Linked DNA regions of Triticum aestivum: region 2 is linked to region 1. A link is a contact called in public Hi-C data. All regions are on one chromosome and are shown on one strand. Each heading gives the region's core, a stretch centred on a gene start, on an enhancer-like site or on the middle of the called end of the contact. The rest is flanking DNA. Distances are from core to core; before and after follow the strand shown.

Evidence for each region. Hi-C and Micro-C count contacts between places; a contact is called where the count stands out from the background.
Region 2: a contact with region 1 is called in a Hi-C map of leaf, with 5 times the contacts expected there. The contact joins the promoter of LOC123127651 here to the promoter of LOC123127646 in region 1. A contact is called at or near these places in 1 of 5 Hi-C or Micro-C datasets (leaf) and 1 of 1 datasets of contacts at active chromatin or transcription factors (leaf).

What each region holds. Positions count from the first base shown.
Region 1 is chr6A:400,494,115-400,502,042 of IWGSC CS RefSeq v2.1, forward strand. It overlaps LOC123127646 (eukaryotic translation initiation factor 2A), which reads right to left and starts at 3,680. Exons shown (of 13, transcript XM_044547410.1): 1 at 3,508-3,680; 2 at 3,068-3,425; 3 at 1,594-1,780; 4 at 1,255-1,489; 5 at 1,109-1,177; 6 at 922-1,023. The coding sequence starts at 3,541.
Region 2 is chr6A:400,852,612-400,860,539 of IWGSC CS RefSeq v2.1, forward strand. LOC123127651 (tRNA (guanine(37)-N1)-methyltransferase) reads right to left here and starts at 4,754. Exons shown (of 12, transcript XM_044547415.1): 1 at 4,524-4,754; 2 at 4,275-4,372; 3 at 3,005-3,109; 4 at 2,644-2,706; 5 at 2,474-2,547; 6 at 1,136-1,658; 7 at 962-1,048; 8 at 613-759; 9 at 22-128. The coding sequence starts at 4,627.

The DNA.
Region 1 (7,928 bases), core at 2,430-4,929:
AACAAAGGGTGTGTATGCTAAAGCGAGCATGAGCGTAGAACTCTAATTCTACGCTCCGGCCGTATCACGCGCCGTTCGGCCAGTACACACGGACCACCCACACACGCACCTAATTTTCTTAAGGTAGTAAAAATACGTGGCAGATATGGTAACTGAATTAATCGATTACGGCTACACCCACTGGTTCCTCGTCTCGCTAGAAAATTAGTACACATAGTAATGGGCCATCCGAAAAAAAGTAACAGAATTAATTACGTTACAGGCTGCACACACAAGTTCCCGCTCGTCATAGTAATAGATTAACTGTCATTACTACTACTTGCATCGGTTCAATCTGCACCATTTTTCTTTCTTAGTTGTTTGGTAGTAAAATAATTAGGTTATGTAGTAATCCGTCTATCATAGTAATAGAATCAAAACCATTACCATCTAGACCTTATTTCTAGTAAAAAAAAACGAGAATCTAGTAAATATAGTTGGATCTAGTAGTAATTCGTTGTGTCCTAACTAAATATCTTGTATAGAGCGGAAAACACTAAATAAATTATGAGCAATCAAATAAAAAAGGAAAAATGTCCATGGGCACTGAACCGGTGCATAAGCAGTAACCCAATTAATGTTGTTACTATTTCCCCCATAGATCATTACTATGTAGCTAAATTATATGGTGGGACGGAGAACGTACAGATGCATCAGTAATAAGATTAATTCTTTTACTATACTTTCTTGTGATTTTACTATCCTCCACAAGAAAAATAGGTGGTTATGCTGAGTAGGACATGTGACCCGCCCGTGCTCCTATGGGTCGGAGCGCATTATAATCGTAATGCGCTCTAGCGCACTTTAGCAACCCTATATATATACACCCACTCGAACCAGAGAACACAGCACGACTGGCTGATCAAATCATTGCAAGGATACATCGCCCTTTGGGGTTCCATCTTATCGTATTATAAGGGCCTTCACCAAGCTCATGAAGAGGATTGCATTTTTTGTTGAATATTGTTGCTTTGGCAGGCATAACTGAGTTTCAGTCAAGGAACACTTGTGCAGAAAACAGCAAGACATTAAATCTGAAATATTATGGTTCATGTAAGAGTAAGGATACATCCATAGACCACAGCAAACTCTGAACCTGAAGAAGACCACTGAACATCATGCACTGGCCCCTCCTTTTCTGCAAATTGCTGATAGAATTAGTGACCAGACTTTAAAAAATAGCCTTGTGAAGAATTTCAAAAACTAAGAACTTACTGAGAGGAACAATTCCTTCAAAGGCCCTATCAGTTGTCAAGTAGTGCAACTTGGTTTCACCGTAGTAACTCTGGTTGGTTTTATCCACATCAGCTTGGGAAACAATAAGAAGTCCAGTAGACCCCTTGTTCCAGTGAAACTGAACAGTTGAACAGCGAAAAAAGCTCCTGCGGGCAACAACTTGGTTTTGTGCATCCTTGTCACAAGAAAAGATCTGAACACTGGCTGGAACACCCTACTTACAAGAAAAAAGGAAGGAGAAAGATAGCAAAACCATTGAGTTTGTGAAATTAATTCACTGTAGAAACACTGCAAAAGTCAAAAGCAAGTAAGTCATACCTTTGCCTCTGGGACAAATCCAGCAACATGAGATCCTGGAGCACTTGCTAGCTGCAATGCAGCTATGCCTGGTAATCTTACCTTGTACACAATCCCTTTAGTGAAATCATTTGTGTCAAAGAACTGCATCTCGTTGGTCGCCATCCGACAAGCGACTGACTCGTCCGCAGAAAATTGAACCATTGGCCTATGAATTTAATCAACATGTCATGCACCAGTAAGCTTTATGCATCTCGTCACCCATTCCAAACTATGGCTAAATTAAATTAGCGGTCTTAGGTGTACAGTCCGTTTAGATTACGTAGCACCCTAGAAACAAGAGTTATGCAAATTTTGAAGCATCCAAGGCCTGACTAGTTGGAATCATTACCCCGGGTGTGAATCAATATTTGTTGAACTACACTAGGTATGGATGTCTTAGAAGTTAAAACAATAGCACCACAAATCTAGGATAGTCGTACCTATTCAGTAGTGATTTCAAACATTACAAAGGGTGATAGGAGATATTTATGTGTATATGCAGCTTTGGAACATTCATATACATCTATTGTATTTTTATCTCTATCTCTCTCTCTATATATATATATTATATTATATTATATTATATTATATTATATTTACTTTTATCTACTACTTAAAAAGAATGTAAGGTTCCCGTTTCACTTTTCTTCCCACCACCCCTTCGTCCAACCTTCCCCGTATAATAATGAATCACCTTAATTTACTTACCTTGTAAACCAATTTCACTTTAATTTACTTATCAAATTTCTAATCAAAATGTAAGGCAAATCACGGGCAGAATTTGATGAACATTTATTTACAAAATCACATATTATGGGCAGGTAAATCACTAATGATCAACATATAAGGTAAATCACGGGTAGAATTTGATGAACATTTATTTACACAATCGCATATTATGGGAAGGTAAATCACAATTTAACGTACTAGAATATTTATACCGCATTGCAACACACGGGCATTGTTCTAGTACTTTAAAAAGAACGTAAGGTTCCTGTTTCACCCTCTCTTTTGTCGAACCTCTCCTTCGTCCAACCTCACTATATATGGTCTCACCTTCCCTTCTCCTGTTTGATTTTGTTCCTCCCATCTCTGATTTTTCTCCCAAATAGTAATATTCTTTGGCACGTCAACAAGTGCTTAACAATAAGATGGCAATTTTCCTCTCATATCTGATCTTTCTCCTAAATAATATTTTCTTTGGTAAGTCAACAAATTCTTACCAAATAAGTGCTTAATCTCATCTACTACTAAAATGTTTAGACTCCCGTTGCAACCCACGGGCAATTATTTAGCAATGAAATGCCTGCAATGAACTAAAGGATACAATTGCAGATGCACTTCACTCCATCATATGAAGTGTTCAGCCTCACTATTAAAAGTTGTACATGTATAATTAAGCATCCAGGTTCATGAATCATAATTTAAGCACCAAAGTTCTAGTAGCACGAACCAATTGGCCTTAGACAAGTTCTTCTGGTAGTGCTGGTAGAGCGCCGTGGCGGTGTCAACGTGCCAGACCGTGACATTTTTGACCTGCGGCGAAGACGACTTCTGGAAGGTCTGCAGGTACGAGCCAGTGGGCGAGAGCGCCGCGGAGGTGAGGCCTGGGAGGTCGAAGGACCTGATGACGGAGAGCGAGCTGCAGTCGTAGACGGTAGCCGAGGCCGAGGCCACCGTCGCGAGGAGGCGGGAGCCGTCGCTGGAGAAGGACGTGGCGCTGCACGCCGTCTTGGGGAGCCTCTGCGGCGGGCTGGAACCAGGCGGGTAGGGAGGGCCGGGCCACACCGTGAAGCCGTCGGGCTCGCGCACTGCGGTTGGCCCCCAGTCGCGCGTTACGTCAGACGGGCGCAAGATTAGGGGAAAGCACCGTGAGGGGAGGAGGCAGCGTACCTAGGATGGCGAGGGATGGCTGCTGCGATGCCATGGCCGACTGCGCGAGAAGGTCTCGGGGACCGGCGGAGAGATCAGAAGCGGAGCTGCGGTGGAGGCGGCGGCGCGGCGAGGGGACTTTGCTGGATGCGGGTGGTGCCTATGCCATGCCTTCCTCACTGACACATGGGGCTCATTAGTTTGTGGGCCTCAGTTTTTGTTAGGGCGTTGTGGGCCTTAGTTCGTAGCAACAGAAACGGAAGAAAAACGTCGGCGGGCCAATAAACAGATTGCGCTACATTCCTGGGAAATGGGGCGGCCCATTCTGGCACGAGCGCTTTTTTTCTCTCAACAAAAAAACCGAGTTTCCCTCAAAAAACAAAGAAACGGTTTTCTTTTAAGGAGCTAAATAATTCAAATCCCTATTAGAAAACAAAAAAGCATATTTTTCAGTACAATTTCTTTGAGAGGGTTCAGTATAATTTTTAAAAAAGTTCAGTATATATTAAAAATATGGTCAACGTATATTAAAAATGTTCATCATATATTAGAAAAATCTTCAGTGTTTATTAAAAATGTTTAGTAAATATTAAAAAGATTGGTGTGTATTCAAAAAATGCTCATCATATGTTAAAGAAGTGTTCACAATGTATTAAAAAGAAAACACAGAAAGAAAACCAAACAAAAAAATATGAAACCGGAAAGAACAAACCAAAAAAAAGGCACAACAAAAAACTACAGCCAGCAAACAACAAACGCAATGGCGCGACACGAACTAGACCCGTCCTACCACACTCGCCAATGAGCGTTGGCTCCTCTAGTGGATTTGGCATCCTAGTGTGCGCGTATGTTGGGGGATGGATAGCGACCAAACACGCATCCCGCGCGGGAATGGGCCGCCCGCCCGCCCAGCTCAGCTGTTATGTGTCTTTTGTCATCGATTTTGGTGGAGTGACCCTGATCCTATAATCAATAGTTTTGTTTGAAAAGTTGATCCATCTTGAAGGTACCATACAAGTCACAGTTATCACGAGTCGAGGTGGAAATATATGTTGAACCGAACGTACACATATTCATTTGATCCGACTGTTTTTCCTCCCGATGATTGTATAGAAAAAGAAAGACCAATAGAGTTATTTTTATACTCCCTCTATCCCAAAATTCTTGTCTTAGATTTGTCTAGAGACGGATGTATCAAGTCATGTTTTAGTATTAGGCATATCCGTATCTAGACAAATCTAAGACAAAAAATTTGGAACGGGGGGAGTATATTATTATGATAACATGCCCTGAGCTATTGAAGCAATCCACTTAGAAAGTGGGAACATGTCTACCATGCCAAAGGAACAGTTTAGTAACTTTCTTTTTCCATCTCTTGTTACTGATGTATTTCTTACCTATACAAAACATAACATAACATATGAAGTATAGAGTAATCACAGGAAACAATAGAATCAGCCAACCATGTGATTGGAGGGTGATTGTGCCACTGAAATATAGCAACAGGTTAACCTTCCAGGGATGCAAAAGAGATTTCGCTCACATGGACGTTATACTTAGGCCCAAAATAATCGGCACACTTTATTATTCATTTTTTTTGTACTATCAGTTATTCGGTTAAGAACTACAGGTATGTGTGTTGCAGTATATTGCACATCCTTCCCCTTCAGTGCTCCGAGCAGTTATCAAACGGTCTGGTTTTGTTAATTAACCAAAAAGTAGGTTAAATAAACTAAAACAATGGCTTAATATATATTTTTATTAAAACGAAAAAAAAGCCATGGCATACAAAATTACATGCTGACCATTGTGAAAGGTCTAGCTTACCTGCAGGGAGATTTCTATTCTGGGGAATATTCATGATAACGCGTTCTCATTTTACCACTTGACATGAGTGGTGAGCTATCTCAAAAACAATGAACGCGTTCTCATTTTACTTTGTCTTTTGAGCGGCAGGTCAGTTTTGCACGTAAGCAAAACAGCCCGAAGCTGCTGCTCTGCCGGGGTGCACTTTTCCTTCCATTCACAGGGACCGTTGTTCCTTTGGCTCGACAGTCTGAGACACTCCATTTCCTTGGTCGATCGAATTCAGCCGCACACAACTATCAAATGACAAAAACACTTTACATGGCTACCGTTATCCATCCAAAATCCAAGTGGTTGTTTTCCCCTTTTCGAACAAGGAAATCCAAGTGGCCTGGATAGCCATAGACAGACATCTGCAACTTGCAACTAGTTGGGATTTTCTCCAGTGTCGCCCTCTGTTCATGAATGCATTGCAGAGAGGAAACGGACCGTCCCTTCAGTGCCAGCCACAAGCCCTGATGGAACCAGCGACCCCAGAGGCAGCTCTGCTCTGATTCAGATCTCTAGCACAGTAGTAGTCTGTGAACCTGTCAGCTCAGCTAGCCTGTGTATGGGTGAATGGAGCACAGGGCTTCAGCGGTCGGCAGATCCGGCCGTAAATGCGGGCTCCTGACTCAGCACCGTACGGGACGTGCGGCTGGTGTTGCTTCTCAAATGCCGTTTCTTTTACCTCGCTAATACTGTTCGTTTGTAAGTTCTGCGGCATCATCTCTGAATTGCACAGCCGTTTTTACCACAAGGGTAAAAATAAGCACGGCGATGGTGTGGCACCTTAGCAGCCGTGACTTTTGCCGAATTAACATATCGGGAGAAGATCCGCCCACTGGATGAAAACACTCTTGTCTGATGTGCTCACGATTATATAAAGAACTAATTCCCGAGAAAAGCGGGACCCTTTTCCATGTCTGCCCAGTTGCGGCATGAGCAAACAAACGCAAAGTTGCGGCCAAAAACTTTTCGGCTGTCATATTTGATGAAAGAAAGAAAAACGAGAGTTTTCGGCGGCTACAATAGAAGAGGGGCCCTGAATATTCATGCGAGGAGGGCCGCTTCCGGGGAGTATGAGACTATGGGAGTGACAATTGACTTTTGTACATCCGTATTATTTTTGCTTGCCTTTTTCAAAATCATAGCTAAGAACAATTCGATTCAAACACCAAGATTTTGTATAACCATAAGAGGATTAAAAAAAATCTTAACTGGATCTACTAAAGTCAAATGGAAAATTCCCCATCTCCAAGTCGACCAAAAATGCTAGTCCAAACATACATATGATTGTCTTTTTGAACCCTGAACCATACAAAAATAGTTCTATGGGTTTATCTTTTTATAAATGATAAACATGTACAAAAAATATTACAAAGGGGGGCAATCAGCCAGTGCCAGTTTTTGGAAATATAAGCAAACTATAAGTGATTATCTGTCCCATGACTATAATTTTTGTGCGTTTAATAGTTTAGCTCTGATAATAGTAGCCGAGAGACCTTCCTTCAGCACCTGCAAAAAAAAACACCCACAAAAAGAGAGAGACCTTCCTTCAGATAGTGAAAACAAGTAGGAATATAAGGGGCAACTTGTCTGAAAATCTATCCATTTTCGATAGACCAAGTACCCCAACAGCTCGTGAGTATAATGTCCATAGCAATCTCAGTAAAGGATAATCAGATTTCATCATAACTGGAGATGTCATGTTTCTTGAATGGAATAATGTGGCTCCAACATTCCCTGGCAAAAGCACAATCCCAGAAGAGGTGAGTGAGGGTTTCTTCAGTATGGTAATTGCAAAGAGCACATACATAACTCTCTAGGTACATAGATTTTCTATGGAGTAAATTCCTCGTGTCAAGTTTGTCATAGAGCAGAGGCCAGAACAATATCTTATGTCTGAGTTGTGCAGAGCATTTCAAGAACAATTTAAGGACCTTGTGAAACATGGCTTGGGCCTATCATAGCTTTGTACATCTTAAGGGAGGAATATTTAGTCGAGCTCCAAGTGTAGGTCCATTTGTACTGCACAAACATATATCCTCTATTATGCATAGCAGTACCGAGGAGTAGGACCTGTTGATGATACTAGATAGACAAAGATCTATGAAAAAGATCTACCAAGTTATCAAGTCCATGGACTTGCTGAAGTGATATCCCAGATAATATTTACCCACAGGGTGTCTTCTTTGTTCATAAAGTTATGCAGACATTACGTCAGAAGGGCCTGGTTATGAGTGGTGATATCCAATATGCCAAGACCACCATGAGATTTTGGTAGACAAGCTTTATCCCATGAAATCAGAGCCACGCCTTTCTCCCCAAAACCATATTTTCTATAAAAAGCCGTGTTTAAGGTAGGAATTAATTTGGTGCACCATTGTCTTGGGGGTAGCAAGGGAGCACTTGAAGAAAATTGGCATGCTGGAGAAGACTGATTTAATCAAAGTGAATTTATCTCCAAATTATAGTAGAGTAGCACATCCACTGAGTCTTGTGGCAATCCTATTGAGCATTGGGGGTAAGATCTTCAATCTTTGGCTTTGAAAGGCTCAATGGGAGACCAAAATAAGATAGTGGCAATTGACCAA
Region 2 (7,928 bases), core at 3,504-6,003, 360 kb after region 1:
AACCAACAAGGATAGACTTACACATAATATCGATTCTTCAGTTTCACTCGAACGGATGAAACAATAACAGTGGATCCAAGGTAATGACCCTTTCCAGTATCTCTTTTGAATAAGACCACTAAAACAATCTGCAGAATAGATATACAAATAATGAAACTAAAACATAGAGCAACTATGTCTGTAACTGTTAAATAATATAAAATCAATTCCACCAAATATTAACAATAGAACAGCTACATGCTTGTTACTTACAGGCAGCAAACAAAAGATATTTTACACAGGAGGGAAATCCTATCACAAGGGGGAAAAAACTTATGTTCCCAATGGGCTGAACTGGAATGTGCATACTGGGCAGGATCAGGATCTAAGAAGTGAATGTGGCTGGCAGGTTGAGAGATTTTCCAGAAGCAGATATGTTATGTTTATGTAGGGAGCCAGTTTATCACAACCATATTCACAATGTACGATTATAGCGTTGGAGTTCAGAAGGCAGGGGAAAAGTTCATCTAAGAGGTGATATAATTTAAGTTTTTAGCAAAAGTGATTAATGCATACGAAACAAATAGTGCTGTGCAGAAATGCTACGATTTTTTTTACAAGAGAGAACATTACCGAGAAACTGCAGTGCAGAAGCAGGGAGATTCATTAATACATGGTCAATGTGCTCCCAAGGCTTGACAGGTAGTGGCCCTGAGCTTTTAACTTTCTTATTGTTCCTCTTTTTTGTTTGACTGGCATCTTCTTGGCCGGCAACATCACCTATAGGAAGCATAACACTGTAACTCTACCACAAGAAACATAATAGCTAAACTTGCCATACTTATCAAGCTGGTAACCTCACTCATACGGCAGTTTCAGTTAACATAAACTACCAGGCTATAAACACTTTGAGAAATAAGAAGGCAAATAGACTTCTAGCGACATTCTTACAGAGTACAGACATTACATACAATGAAGTTACCTTCGCTAGAGGTTTCTTGACGCCTTTTGGCACTAGTGCTTACCATGGAGGAGCCATCCAAACTCCCTTGCCAGGTCTCTTGTACATCTATTATACAGTAGCCTTATTGTGAGTTGAGCAAAAAAATCACCATAAACTACAGAGGGGGAGGGGGGGAGGAGGTGTAGAAAGTACCATTATGATTTCCATTTGGTGTAGGGTGTTCATTACCAGAAACGATTTCTTCAGAACAACGATTAGCAGCAGCAAATTGACACTCGGACTTAGTTTCTGGGTCAGGTACTGCCATTAAACTTTGCATGAATACTCTAGCATCCATGTTATATGTGAAGATATAATCCTCCACCTTGTTAATCTTTGCATTTGTCTTCAGATAATGAATACTGTCTGGATTTAAATCATTTGCATATACAACACATCCTTTCTGTCTGGCTGGGATAGAAAATGGGCCAATACCAGCAAACATGTCACAGATAACATCTCCTTTCTTGAAAAGGGAAACCAATCTGATGTGTTCATGCTCAAGTCTCGAATTCCAGTAGACCAAACCATAGTCAAGTCTAAATGTAGCACCATACTGTTTAACTTCAGTCACCATATCCTTTTTCCCTGCTAGAATCTCAAACTTTGGGACTCTAAATTCATTTGAAATTGCCCCAACTTTATTAACCACTGTTTGAATCCTTGGATAATTTTTCTACATATAAGCATAACAGAAAATGTTAGCTGAATAATAGAAGTAGGCAGGCTATTCTAGAATGTTCTGAATCGTTCTAGATGACCACATGTTCATTACACTGTTTTTACAGTGCCTACTGCTTTACAGGTCTGGTGACAACCTTTTTAGCCTATTTATCGTGTGAAAGTTGCATCCTCAGCTCATATGCTGAAAATGAGTAAACATTTAAGAGCAGTATAGAGGTTAAAGAGGCCACTTATATGAAGTATATGCTGAAAATGAGTAAGCATTTAGGAGCAGTAAAGGTAAAAGTAAAGTATGAGCAGGACCTTCCACTTTGTGATCCCTCCGTTCCTTTATATAAGGTGTGTTTGTTTTTTCAAAAGTCAAACGAGCACATGTTTGACCGAGTTATTAGAAAAATATATCAATATCCACAACAGAAAATTTATATCATTTGATCAATCATGAAAAGTAGTTTCATATTTTACCTATTAGGTATTGCAGATGTTGTTGTTTTATTCTATAATCTTGGTCAAACATTCAAATTGTTGACTTGCACGGAAATCAATACACTTTATATTCTGGAACGGAGGAAGTATGAAGTAATAAAGTACGTAAATGCAACAGAATGCTAGGTCAATTTTTTTTGCACATTACAACTTTACAAGTAGTGCTACTCGAGATGTGTTGTCCTTATACAGTCAGAGGTAAATTCGAGCTGTAGTTCATGTACATGAATAAGCACTTTGCTCCAAATTAAGTGTCCCTGATTGTAGGAATTAGTATAAGAGCGAATTACTCAGGAATAAAAATAGGACAAGCAGGCTTACATCATAGATAACCTTTGCTATGACATCTTTGTATGCTAGCAAGTCATCAGGTATGTTTAAGTGAGCAACATGGCCTGCAAAATTCATACAAAGCACTATTAGTAACAAGATCAAACAAAAAATGAAACAACAGAAAGGAAGCATCATGAAGTAAAGTTTATTATACTTAACAATTGTTTCAAAAGAAGAGGGCACCTCTACTCCTTCAGGCAATATTTGCTTCAGAATATGGTCTGCGCAAAATAAAAAGATAAGCATCTAACCAAAGACATGAAGCACATTTACTGGGTAAATTAACTCTTGCAAGATTAAATCCTAAACTATAAAGAGTAGGGTTATTAGCAGTATTCCTGATTCTTGATGAGCAAGCCAGAATGTTCAAAAAGTGCTTGATTTCAATTAATAAGAAAATTAATTTACCATCTGCACTTGTAGAAAAATGACATGCAGGAACACAATAGATCACGACTAAGGAGCACACCACAACAAAATTATAGGTATCAGATGACCTAGAACAGAAGAGAAACTTACCAGCACTAAAGTAAGAATAACCAAGAGTCAACATGTAAGGTACAACATCAACGCTGCACAGTTGCTTCAAGGAATTGTGAACCTGCTCCGGAATGTCGGACAAATCTACATATACCAGATATAATGGACGTAAGATTCTTCGATGGAAGCATAAAAGAAGAGAAATGTTAATACATTTAGGACATGTTTGGTTACTGCTTTTGTAAGGTAATCTGATTACAGCATTATTAAGAGATACCGTGATATCATGTTTGGTTCGGTTGCTCTGTAATCTAATAACATGGTATCAATTCCCAGCCCAATACAAATCTGATTCCGCCAGAAATCCTCCGTAACAGAAAACGTTACAGGCTACAACTATCTCCTCTCCATATTCCCATCTCCTCACACACGAACAATGTCGCCATGGCCAAAGCGTGACTGGAGGATCAGGCCATCGGCGACTAGGCGCTCGAACCGATTCTCACCTCTGGACAGCCATGCATCACCACGCTCTGGGGTTCAGGAATTCGAGGCCCTGCGAGTGGCAGCCGGTCATGCTCCTGTTCAGCTGGCACAGCGCCCCTCTTCGACCACAACGTGATGCCCTCAGCTCAGCCATCAGCCTTGATGAAAGGCCGCGGTGTCGGGCATCACCGGTGGTGACTTCTCACCACCTCGGGCCAGCAGCCATATCACCAGCGTTCAACTCTGTATGGCCACCCCATCATCGCCACTAACGTCGAGTATGACCTCTACGTACTCATTCTCCTCCTCCCTCAACCGCATGCTCCACCTGCTCGCACTACTTCACTGCCACCTCCAGCAGATGAGTTTTTTTTTTCCGACCTGTCCAGCAGATGAGCTCATACACTGCAAACTCCGGTATTTATTGCCGTTACAGTAGGTTAGCAAACATATTTCGATTTTTGCCCATTACGTTTACATTAACAGTGTAAACTCATTGCGTTTACGTTAGAGTTACCAATCTGGAACCAAACATGTCCTTAAGTTTCTCGTTTGACAACAAGAACCCAACAAGCGCAACAAAGTTACAGCAGTAGCAATGGAGACATGGGCGACCAAACGGGTTTAACAAGTCGATTTTCTTTTAGGTATTAATTAACAAGTCGAAATACTTGCTATAGTATTGAAGCTTTGACGGTAACTAGAAGTTCTTGGTCAATTCACAGAAGCAGGTTTGATGTCATTTTTATAGTCTAACAAACAACAGACAAGCACCTCACAAGTTTAAAAATCTGCTTGGTTCCAGGTGGTGGTTAAGGCATACCTGGGTTCTGGATCTTCTCCGACAGCACCACGAGTCTGTTCTTGTCACTCCCAGGGTCCTCAACTACAGGCTTGACCCGCGGCATGTCCAGTAGGGACCTGGAAGCAGGGGGGCAAAGAAAATTCAGCTCTCCGCTACTGCTCCGATACGGCTACTGCTGCTAAACACGACGGCTACTTGGAGCCCTCAAGATGCTGTGCTATCCTCCAGCTGGGATCATTAGATTATAGAGTGAGCGGCGGGTGTTACCCGGAGCGAAGCAGGCGGGTGACGGCGGAGGCGAGCTCGCGGGGGATGCGGAGCGCCCAGAGCTGCAGCTGCTGCTCGAACTTGCTCTCGTCCAGCTTCTCCATTGCCGCCCACCCAGACACGCGCCCTCCTTTCCCTGAGGTTTCTAGGGTTTTGGACGCGGGGTGGGGGGATGAGAGACGGCGGTCGGTGGGACTGAAGGCAGAACTCGCTCTCGACCGGAGTCGTGTGGGTTAGGAAGCTTAATGGGCTGGATGAAGCATTACTCGGCCCAACGCATTTTTAGTTTTTTGTTTTTCTAGACAAACATTTTTAGTTCGCCACTTCGGCGGACGCATGACGCGGTGGTTGCCAACCACGCGTTTTTGGACCAGCTCGTTGGGCCAGTCCTGCGTCGGTTCCCACCGTTTTCGGTTTTGGGAAGGTCCTATTCCTATAACTTTCCCTGGACAGGTTTCCATTTTTTATCTTTTTTCCTTTTTATTGAATTCCCCGTGATTCTTTCTGATTTTTTACTATTTTCCATTTTAAAATTCGAGTATATTTTTAAAACTTTGAAAAAAATAGTTAGGTTCGCAAATAATTTTGAATTTGTGAATATTTCGCAAATCCATTAGCGTTTTTATATGCAAACGTTTTTGGAAATCACGAATATTTTTTCAAATTAGTTAATTGTTAGAAGTTGAAGACATTCCTAAAAATAGGAAACATTATTTTAAATTAAAAATATATAATAGATTTTTTAAATTCAGAGACATTTTTTAATTAGTGAATATTTATCAAATCAACTATTATTTTTGAACTCATAAACATTTCTTACATTTTGAGAATTCTTAAAATTTGGGGATATTTTCAAATTCAAGAATGTTTTTTAATTCAAAAACACATATTCAAATTCGTTATTTTTTGAATTAGCAAACATGTTTTAGCTTAATTATATATATACTTTGAATTCACAATAGATTTTTCGAAATTGTGAAGATCTTTTCAAATTCATGAACATTTAAAAACTTGTTTTTTAATTAAAAATATTTTTCAAATTCATGAACATTTTCTAAAAATCATGAGTGCTTTCTAAAACCATGTACTTTTTCCTTCAAAAAGGAACTTTTGAAAATAATAATATTGCACATTTTAAATACTTTTTGAAAATAAAACCTATTTTTATACTTTTTCCATGAAATTAAAAAAGGGGGCAAAAAAGACGAGGATAATATCTAAGCTTTTTTAGACAATCTCGCAAAGCTTTATTAAATCGTCTCAATGGTTATGATACGTCTCCAGCGTATCTATAATTTTTTATTGTTCCATGCTATTATATTATCTGTTTTGGATATTTAATGGGCTTTAATATGTTTTTTTATATTTTTGGGGGACTAACCTATTAACCGGAGGCCCAGTGCCAGTTTCTGTTTTTTTTTTCTATTTTAGTGTTTCGCAGAAAAGGAATATCAAACGAAATTCAAACGGAACGAAACCTTCGCGAGGATCTTTCTTGGAACAAACGCAAAACAGGAGAATTGGAGTGGAAGTCTGGAAGTCCGCGAGGCGGCCACGAGATAGGAGGGCGAGTCCCCCACCCTTGTGGGCCCCACGGAGCTCCACCGACGTATTTCTTTCGCCTATATATACTCTTATACCCTAAAAACATCAGGGGAAGCCACGGAACCACCTTTCCACCGCCGCAACCTTCCGCACGCGTGAGATCCCATCTGAGGCCTTTTCCGGCGATCTGCCGGAGGGGGAATCGATCACGGAGGGCTTCTACATCAACATCATAGCCTTTCTGCTGATGTGTGAGTAGTTTACCACAGACCTTCGGGTCCATAGTTATTAGTTAGATGGCTTCTGCTCTCTCTTTGGTTCTCAATACAAAGTTCTCCTCGATGTTCTTGGAGATCTATTCGATGTAATACTTTTTGCGGTGTTTGTCGAGATCCGATGAATTGTGGATTTATGATCAAGTTTATCTATGAATAATATTTGGTTCTTCTCTGAATTTTTATATGCATGATTTGATATCTTTGCAAGTCTCTTTGAATTATCGGTTTAGTTTGGCCCACTAGATTGATCTTTCTTGCAATGGGAGAAGTGTTTAGCTTTGGGTTCAATCTTGCGGTGTCCTTTCCCAGTGATAGTAGGGGCAGCAAGGCACGTATTGTACTGTTGCCATCGAGGATGAAAAGATGGGGTCTATATCATATTGCTTGAGTTTATCCCTCTACATCATGTCATCTTGCTTAAAGCGTTACTCTATTGTTATGAAGCTAATACTCTAGATGCATGTTGGATAGCGGGCGATGTGTGGAGTAATAGTAGTAGATGTAGAATCGTTTCGGTCTACTTAACACGGACGTGATGCCTATATTCATAATCATTGCCTAGATATTCTCATAACTATGTGCTCTTTTATCAATTGCCCGGCAGTAATTTGTTCACCCACCGTAATACATGCTATCATGAGAGAAGCCACTAGTGAAACCTATGGCCCCCGGGTCTCTTTCTTATTATAGTGCATCTCTTTTTATTTACATTGCATCTCATTTGCTATTTTGCAATCTTTACTTTCCAATCTATACAACAAAAATATCAAAAATATTTATCTTATTATCTTTATCAGATCTCACTTCTACGAGTGACCGTGAAGGGATTGACAACCCCTTTATCGCGTTGGTTGCAAGGTTCTTGATTGTTTGTGCAGGTACTAGGTAACTTGCGTGTTATCTCCTACTGGATTGATACCTTGGTTCTCAAAAACTGAGGGAAATACTTATGCTACTTTGCTGCATCACCATTTCCTCTTCAAGGGAAAACCAACGCATGCTCAAGAGGTAGCAAGAAGGATTTATGACGCCATTGCCGGGAAGATCTACGCTCAAGTTGTTGGAAATATGCCCTAGAGGCAATAATAAATTAGTTATTATTATATTTGCTTGTTCATGATAATCGTTTATTATCCATGCTAGAATTGTATTGATAGGAAAACTCAGATACATGTGTGGATACATAGACAACACCATGTCCCTAGTAAGCCTCTAGTTGACTAGCTCGTTGATCAATAGATGGTTACGGTTTCCTGACCATGGACATTGGATGTCGTTGATGACGGGATCACATCATTAGGAGAATGATGTGATGGACAAGACTCAATCCTAAGCCTAACACAAGATCGTGTAGTTTGTATGCTAAAGCTTTTCTAATGTCAAGTATCATTTCCTTAGACCATGAGATTGTGCAACTCCCGGATACCGTAGGAATGCTTTGGGTGTACCATGCTGGGTAACGTAGTAATTTCAAAAAAATTCTATGCACACGCAAGATCATGGTGATGCATAGCAACGAGGGAAGAGTGTGATCTACGTACCCTTGTAGATCGACAACGGAAGCGTTTGGTTGATGTAGTCG